Linked DNA regions of Sus scrofa: region 2 is linked to region 1. A link is a contact called in public promoter capture Hi-C data. All regions are on one chromosome and are shown on one strand. Each heading gives the region's core, a stretch centred on a gene start, on an enhancer-like site or on the middle of the called end of the contact. The rest is flanking DNA. Distances are from core to core; before and after follow the strand shown. Region 1 holds the start of GRN (granulin precursor). Region 2 holds the start of TMEM101 (transmembrane protein 101).

The links. Promoter capture Hi-C pulls out the DNA fragments that hold promoters and counts their contacts.
Region 2: a promoter capture Hi-C map of liver shows a contact between it and region 1, with 3 times the contacts expected there. The contact joins the promoter of TMEM101 here to the promoter of GRN in region 1. A contact is called at or near these places in 2 of 5 promoter capture datasets (fetal liver and liver), 1 of 47 Hi-C or Micro-C datasets (embryonic fibroblasts) and 1 of 2 datasets of contacts at active chromatin or transcription factors (alveolar macrophages).

What each region holds. Positions count from the first base shown.
Region 1 is chr12:18,898,326-18,902,414 of Sscrofa11.1, forward strand. It overlaps GRN (granulin precursor), which reads right to left and starts at 2,119. Exons shown (of 13, transcript NM_001044578.1): 1 at 2,103-2,119.
Region 2 is chr12:19,163,981-19,168,069 of Sscrofa11.1, forward strand. TMEM101 (transmembrane protein 101) reads left to right here and starts at 1,653. Exons shown (of 4, transcript NM_001244685.1): 1 at 1,653-1,795; 2 at 2,117-2,297; 3 at 3,137-3,283; 4 at 4,006-4,089. The coding sequence starts at 1,659.

The DNA.
Region 1 (4,089 bases), core at 869-3,368:
TGTTGTAAGGGCCCCCTAGTACCACCAGGCCATTTCAGAATGTGCAGACATACCACCCTCCCTTCCCCTGCCTCTCCCCACCCTGGAGCCGAAACCCGGCTGCAGGTGGAGACAGCCCAGGGCTGCCCACCCGGTGCCGATCTGAATCAGAAAAAGGAACCAAGCCCCGGTTTCTGAAGGAGCGCAGCCTCTCACTTCCTAAACAACTCTTCCCCCAAGCTCGGCCAGCCTTGTGGGGCAGGCCTGGAAGATGCGACTCTGCCTAGAGAGGCAAAATCAGTCATGTCTCTCGAGCCTCTTAGGAGCCAGTTACAACATGCTATGGTATTTCTTTACCATCTAAAGGAGTCATTATTATCTTTATTATTTTTTTTTCTTTTTTTTGCTTTTTAGGGCCACACCTGTGGCATATGGACGTTCCCAGGCTAGGGGCTGAATTGGAGCTGCAGCTGCCAGCCTACACCACAGCCACAGCAACTTAGGCTCCAAGCTGCGACACAGCTCACGGCGACACCATATCCTTAACCCACTGAGAGAGACCAGGGATTGAACCTGCACCCTCATGGATACTAGTCGGGTTTGTAACCCGCTGAGCCACAACAGGACCTCCCTACCTTTACTTTTCAAAGGAGGATGCTGGGGTGTAGAGGTGTTAAATAACCTGCCCAGGTCACACCACAGGCTTTGATGGCTCCAGAGTATATTATTCGACCTAAGTTCATTTCACAAGCGGCACCGTGGACAGTACCTGGGAAAGGACCCCAGACCCCAGGAGGGTAGAGGCCTGGGGTCCAAACTGAGAAGTGGGACAAAAGCACTTCCTGGGCTGGTGGACCAGGCAGGACAGGAACAGAGAGTGTAGGGGCTGCCTGGATACTTACCACACGCGGCCCCTAGTCTGTGACAGCCGCCACAGTCGCTCCCTGTCTCTGGGCCTTGGTTGCCCGTGAGTCTCTCTGTGTGTATACACTGCACACTACGAGCAGCAGGGGTTTGCACAATCCTCTCTCCCTCACCTGGCTTTCCTCGGTGGCCCCTCTCAGCTCAAAGACCACCTCCACGAGGCCGTCTCCTGGCCGGGTAAGGCTGAAGAAGCCCAGTCCTGGCCTGTGGCCCTTTCACGCTCTTCTCCAATGCCCGCAGCTCCCTGCAAGGCATCTACACCTGGCTCCACCTGCTTCTTGGGAGTCCAGCCTCAAGCCTCCTCAGACTTGTCCTGCTGGCCTGACTCAGGCTGGAGGGAGGGCCTGTCTGCACACACCAAGGACCACTCAGCACCCTAGTGATTCATTTATGCACATTTCCCTTCCTGGGCATCCTGAGGTTATGCATGCGCCGACCGAACACACATGCATGCACGCGCACGCACACTCAGGACAAGGGAGGGGGGAGGGGACCCGACTCCTCTCAGTAGGGTTCCCACGGTGCCACCACCACCGCACACCGCCAGCAGAGAGGGAGATCAGGAGCCTCTTCAGGCCCCTAAGCTCCGTCATCTTCCACTAGGTGGCAGCCCCCAACTCCAAGTGCCAGGAGAGAGCTTCTCAAAAGGTGAACCAACCCAGCTGCGGAGAGCCGGGGAAAAGTGACGGGGAGAGGCGGAAGTTAGCTTTTCCCACCCGCCACGAGAGGAAGTAAAGAAAAGCCAGATGCAACCCAGGGGTTCAATCACCACTCCCAAGTCCCTACGGCCTTTGAGGAGGCCACGGTCTCAAGCCCTACTCCCAGCCCTTTGAGGTCGGGGACCACCGGCTGGCGCCTCGTCTGCTCCCAGCCACAGCAGACACCCCCTACCAAACCACCACCAGCACCTGCCAACGGGGGCGGAGTCAGCTCAAGAACAGAGTGGTCCCTGCTTTAGGGGAAGGGGCTGCAGCTTCCGGGGTTGCTGGAGAAGGAGAGGGCCCCTTCTAATGGGAGTCACTGCAATTACTGTTTACTCCCCCTCCCCATAAAACTCCCTCCAGTGCATGGGAGTTTCTCTAAGGGAGTCTTTTCGTGTCTCCTCTCTGAAACTCCTGAGGACCCTCAAGTCTCCACGTCCCCTTGGCCGGGCCCCTGGGAAGGAGCAAGCGGGAGCGCTCCGAGGCCACCCCTCTTACCTGCGTCGCGGTCAGCTCTGGGCAGCAGCTGTCCGGCAGCTCACCAAGTAGGGCCCCTCGGCGCGATGGCCCGCCCACCTCAGTTTCCATTGGCCAGGTATCTGGACTGTCACGCTCCCATTGGCTACTCGTCGACATAAAGGCGGGGCCAACCTGGAATCCTGTGCTTCTTTCCTACTCATTTCACTCTCCTCCCTCCCTTCCTCTTTCACCCCAACCCCCCCATTTCCAGGGATCATGTGATTGGAGAATCATGTGACGCCCTGGCCGACTCTGCCAGGCTTCGAGTGTCCGCCTCGCCCGCCGACTCCTGAGATATTAACATCCAAGGGAGCTCTCGGTTAGAGCGTGCTTCCAGAGCTTTCGCAGGCCGTCGGCTTCTGGTCTTGGAACATTTGTGCATCCTGTTTCTATTCTGTTCAGTCAACTCGGATTTAATGCTGGGCAGCCAGGCCCCAAAGGGGGTTGAAGGAGAGTTGTGAGGGCAAAGATGAACAGCTCTCAGGCAGGCCCTTTCCTTAAGGTGCTCCCAGCAAGGGTGCGGTGGGGGTTGGAGAAGGGGAGACAGGCTCAGGTTAAATCTGATTTAAGGTACGAAGTCCTTACCTTACCTGTGCCAGATGCTCTAGGTGCGTGGAAGGGAAAGGAAGTAGGTTGGTTCTGGGCAGGGAAGAAGAGATTTCATTCCAACCTGAGGGCTGAGTTTTGAGCTGAGTCTTGGAGGATTTTAGGTGGCAGGTGGGGAGGGGTTGGAGAAATGGCCGGGGGGGGGGTGGTGTTGGGAGAAGCATCAGGAAACCAGATGGCAGGGGCAGCCTTGAGCAGGGATCGAGGGCCAAGTTCAATGTAGTGGACTTGAGGAACTGCTGGGGGTGTGGCACCCGGCTGGGCTGGAGGTGGGTGCGTAGCCAAAGTGGCTTCCTAATTTCAGTGGTCCCTGCCTCCCAGGAATTGATATGCTGCTTTTTCAAGTGTACCACATAGGACAGATTTGCCAGCAGCAGAAGCTAGACTGCTTGGTGCCCAGAAGCCCTGGCCTGGGCAGAGATGGGCAACGGGAAGTACCCCGAGAGAGAGGAGAGGCTCAGAGAAAGCCTGGTGCTGGGCCTTGGGGGAAGGACAGTGTTTGGTGGTGCCGAGTGGAGGGAGAGCTTGAGCCGAGGGTGAGGCTGGGGTTGGGGGACAACCAACCAAGATCCGGGGTGGTAGGGGTCTGGGTAGGGAGGAGGTGGCAGGGCTGAAGAATTGTGTGACAGTGGTGCTCTTCCTGGGACTGGAGAGGGCCCAGAGGTTCAGTAAGGCTCCTACTGAACGTCAAGACTACTCTGCACACTCGTTCCCCTTCCTGTGCATCTTTATGCTTCTGTGGACAAAGCGAGCACAGAGGGAGAGGAACGGGGGAGGGACAATATGGGGTAGGACATTAAGAGGTACAAGTTATTACGTATAAAATAAGCCACAAGGGTATATTGTACAACAGGGAATATAGTCAATATTTTATAAGAACTGTAAGCAAAGTATAGCCTTTAAAAACGGACTCACTGTATTGTCCCCCTGTAAGTGATAAGATGATGCACACCAACTACATGGTAATAAAAAGAAAAAACTAACCATCCTGTTATCCTTTGTTCCTTTTTCTCCCGTGTTTGTCTTTTTCTTATTGAACTGTGGGAGCTCTTTATATAGTTTGGATCAGGATATACGTTGCAAATATTTCCTCCCAGTCTATCCTTTGTCTTTTCTCTTTGTTGATGGTATCTTTTGTGGTCAGAAGTTATGTCATTATGTCATCTGAAACCTAGCCAGCAATCTTTTCCTTTGTGGCTTCTGCTGCCCCACCCCATGCTTAAGAAGGGAGAGATGTGTTCTTCGTGGTCTGTTACTATTCCTGCTGTGGTCCCACCTCAGATGCCAGCGCTGCCCCGGATTGAGGCAGCGCAGATGGTTCCACTGAGAGGCCTCACAGGAAGAGACCCATGGTTGTGTC
Region 2 (4,089 bases), core at 403-2,902, 270 kb after region 1:
AGTGACTGTAAGAAAACTAGATGTGAAAAGGTGTTTTGTTGTCTAGCTTTCACTGGCTGATTGGAAACTTTATTTTATGTTATATTAATATAAATATAAATATAACATACAATAAAATCATAATATGATCATATAATTAGAACACAAGCAAATATAAATATAGTTTCATGATATAATAGTTTATATGTTACATATAAATTATATATATATATATATATTTTTTTTTTTTTTTCTTTTTTGGCTGCACCCTTGGAAGTTCTTTGGGCCAGGGATCAAATCCAAGCCGAAGCTGTGACCTGCATCACAGCTGTGGCAATGCCTGAGTTTAACCCACCGTGCCACAGCAGGAACTCCCATGATGGTGAATTTTAAATTCACATTGTCAGAAATGTTATTTGGACACCAGCCCTCTTCCCTTCACTACCCCCAGGGAAATGGAAACAGATTTCCCAAATTAAAAGGCCTAATGGAAGTACTTGTAGTCTTAACTTCAGTATTAGAAGATGAATTTATATGTTGCAGGGTGGGGGTGGAGGAAGATAGGTAGGGGTAGCGTTGTGGTGGCAATCCCAGAGTGCCCAGAACTTTTGCTTATTTATTCAACACATAATTACTGAGACAAAACGTAGTGGTAACACCTTGTGTTTATTTATCTATGCAGCACACAATTCATGAATGCATCTTCCTAGGCCCTGAGGATATAATAGTAAAAAAAGGAGATGTTATCCTTGCCCTCATGGAGCTCACAATCTAGTGTTAATCTAGTCATTAACAAACAAAAAAATCACAAGTATATAATTGCCAATATATCAAGTGAATCAAAGGAAGGGTGCCTGATGGTTATGAGAACATAAAATGGGCGAGCCGAGGCGTTCCCCCTGTGGCCTAGTAGGTTAAGGACCTGGTGTTTCTGCAAAAGCGGGCGCAGCACCCCTGGCCCAGGAAATTCCGTATGCTGCTGGGTGTGGCCCTAGAAAGAGGAAAAAAGAAAAAGCAAAACACCGAGGAGCTGAAAACAAAGAAGTGGGGAAGACCGGTGGAAGCCTACTGCAGTTAAACTGACAAAAGGTGGTGGTTTGGGCTAGAGTGGGAGCACCGAGCTGGAGAAAAACACACTGATTGAGATGTCTCATGTCCACATCAGCGCGCTCTCTTCTCTCAGGGGACAGCAGAAGTGCAGACCAGGGCCAGACTTCTCAGGAGTGGCTCTTAGAAGACCCTCCTACTTTGAACTTAAGCAGAAGCAGAGGGTTTCCTCTGGTGTGGGGGTTGTGTGTGTGTGTGTACACTATTGAACCCGCCATGTGCTAGGACCAGCACTGTCCCCCTTTCCCAGATATATCTTGTGAAGTGTAAGGCGATAGGGTTGGAGCCCAGGTTTAGATGCATTCAAAAGTTAGTTCGTTTACTGTTCCTTTTTCTACTCTAATTTTCAATTTTACAGCTACACGAAGGGGCCCTTAAGCCTCAGTGGGCAGAAGTTAAGGCTGAACCCCGCAGCTAGAACACTTCCCTCGGTCCAGAACTAGAGAAAGAGAGCTTTGTTTCCCGACGGAAGGGGAAAAAAAACCCTCGCGAGGCCCGGAAGTTGCGCGTTGCATTGCCCTCACCCACCTCCCTGGCCGGGGTGAGGCCGCGGCGGACTGCCCTTCTTCAAGATGGCGTCGAAGATGGGTTCGCGACGGTGGATGCTGCAGCTGATCATGCAGCTGGGTTCCGTGTTGCTCACACGCTGCCCCTTCTGGGGCTGCTTCAGCCAGCTCATGCTGTACGCTGAGAGGGCCGAGGCGCGCCGGTGAGCGGCTCCGCGCGGTCGCTGAACGTGGTGGGGGCTGTCCGGCCCGTCTCAGGAACGGGGGTGCGGTGAGGTGGGGAAGAAGTCGGGGCCCAGAAAGTTGGGACGCTTGTACTGGGGGGGATTTGGGGCCTCAAACTTGTTAGGGACTCTGGTCTGGAGCAAGGTGGGTAGCGAGGGTAGTGCGGGGTCCTAGCCATGAGGGGGGCTCTGGTTTGGGGAAGCAGTGGAGCTTGCGGGAGCTCAGGGTGTCCCGAGGCTCTTCCCGCTTCATTCTTTGCTTCATTCTGTCCTTGTTCCTTCCCACCTCCCGGCTCACAGGAAGCCCGACATCCCAGTGCCCTACCTGTACTTCGACATGGGGGCGGCCGTGCTGTGCGCTAGCTTCATGTCCTTTGGAGTGAAGCGGCGCTGGTTCGCGCTGGGAGCCGCACTCCAGCTGGCCGTTAGCACCTACGCCGCCTACATCGGGGGCTACGTCCACTACGGGGACTGGCTGAAGGTGAGCACCTCGGCCCTAGATGGGACCTCGCTGGGATGACGAGGAGCCAGTGCCCGGCACAGTTGGGTGAAGCCTGAGAAGGCGGAACCCCAGGCTTGTAGAGATTATCACAGATCGCAGAACAGAAGGATTTAGAGACCACACAAGCCTGCCTTTCAAAGTGTGGAAACTGAGGTCCAGAGGTGGGAAACAGACTTTCCCAAAGTTACACCACAGTTGGCATTACATTTACATTTAAATCCTTGGTTTAGGATGTAGTCTGTTATCTCAGACTCATAGGACAAAAAGGACCTTTGAAATATCTGATCTGACCATCTGATTTTATGAAATTTAATTAATCCTAGGGCAGCATTTAAGCCTGTAAATGCCAGAACCTGTGCTAGGCACTACATGCTTGGAGAAAAGCCTGGACTAAGGCACTACCCTCAAGGAATGGACTGTCAGTCCAGTAGGGGAGGCAGATGTGTGAATAGCTGCAGGACAGTGAGATCAGTGGTTACTTTGTGGAACAGACTATACTGTACACCAGAAAGAACACTGGGATTCAAGGGAGCAGAACTGGGGTGGGGAGGGGGGGCAATGCTTGGCATCTGGGTTCTGCCGCTTACTTTGTGTAGGACCTTGGACGACTTTATTAACCCTTCAGGGCCTCACTTTTCACTTCTGATAAAAAGAGTTATCTATCTCTGCTCTACCTGCCCACCACACTTGGAAATGCTAAGAGGGTTCATCACGTGGAGTGGGATGCTTCGAGATGGGCAGGCAGTTCTGCGCTGCGGGCAGCCAGCAGACCTGTGGTGGCTTCAGTTCCTGACTGGGGTCCCCTCGCCTCGGCCTAGGTCCGCATGTACTCGCGCACAGTTGCCATCATCGGCGGCTTTCTTGTGCTGGCCAGCGGCGCCGGGGAGCTGTACCGTCGGAAACCCCGCAGCCGTTCCCTTCAGTCCACCGGCCAGGTCTTCCTGGGCATCTACCTCATCTGCGTGGTAGGTTGGGGGAACGGTTGACTGGAGATGCTTGACGGAGTGAGCTGTGAGCCTGAGCCTGGCAGAATGCAGGGAGGTGGGCAGGATGAGGCCTCGCATGCAGTTCCTGATGACCTGGCTCCTGGCAGTTGCCCTGACCAGCTTCTGAGCCTTGGGGGACCTTCAAGAGACTGAGGGCTGGCTCAGAGTCCCTTCTTCCAACATGATGGCCACCCGGGAGAGGAGAGGGTGGATCGACCATTCAGTCCTAAGCCTGAGAGCCAGGATAGCAAGATGGCCTGCTCCTCTCACGGTTTCAGCCCCCAGAGGATTGGGAGAGGGGACAGAGGGGAGGTTTGGAGCTGATGGGGCTGCCTGGCAGAACCGGTTATATCCTGGGTGCTAGGGGAGGCCGGGGTGGATGGGGACGTGGACAGGCCCTGGGTCACTTGGCTTCATCTTAGTTCCTGGGCACCATCTCCCATGTGCAGGGTTCTGTGTTCAGAGGTGAGAGTCCTGGTCTGACTGTGGAACCTCTTCCTTTCCGAGCCCGCAGGGTGGGGAGACACAGAGGCCCCAGCCTCATGGTGTTCCCTAGCCTGAGGGAGAGACACAGAAAGCCCCCTGGGCAGAGGAGGGAGTTAGAAGCTCACCCTGTAGGTGCTGGCTTGTGTCTCGGGGAGGCCTTCCCCGGACAAGCTGCTTGGCCTGTTGGAGAGCCTCAGAGGGCGCTGTGTCTCTAGGCCTACTCCCTGCAGCACAGCAAGGAGGACCGGCTGGCGTATCTGAACCATCTCCCAGGAGGGGAGCTGATGATCCAGCTCTTC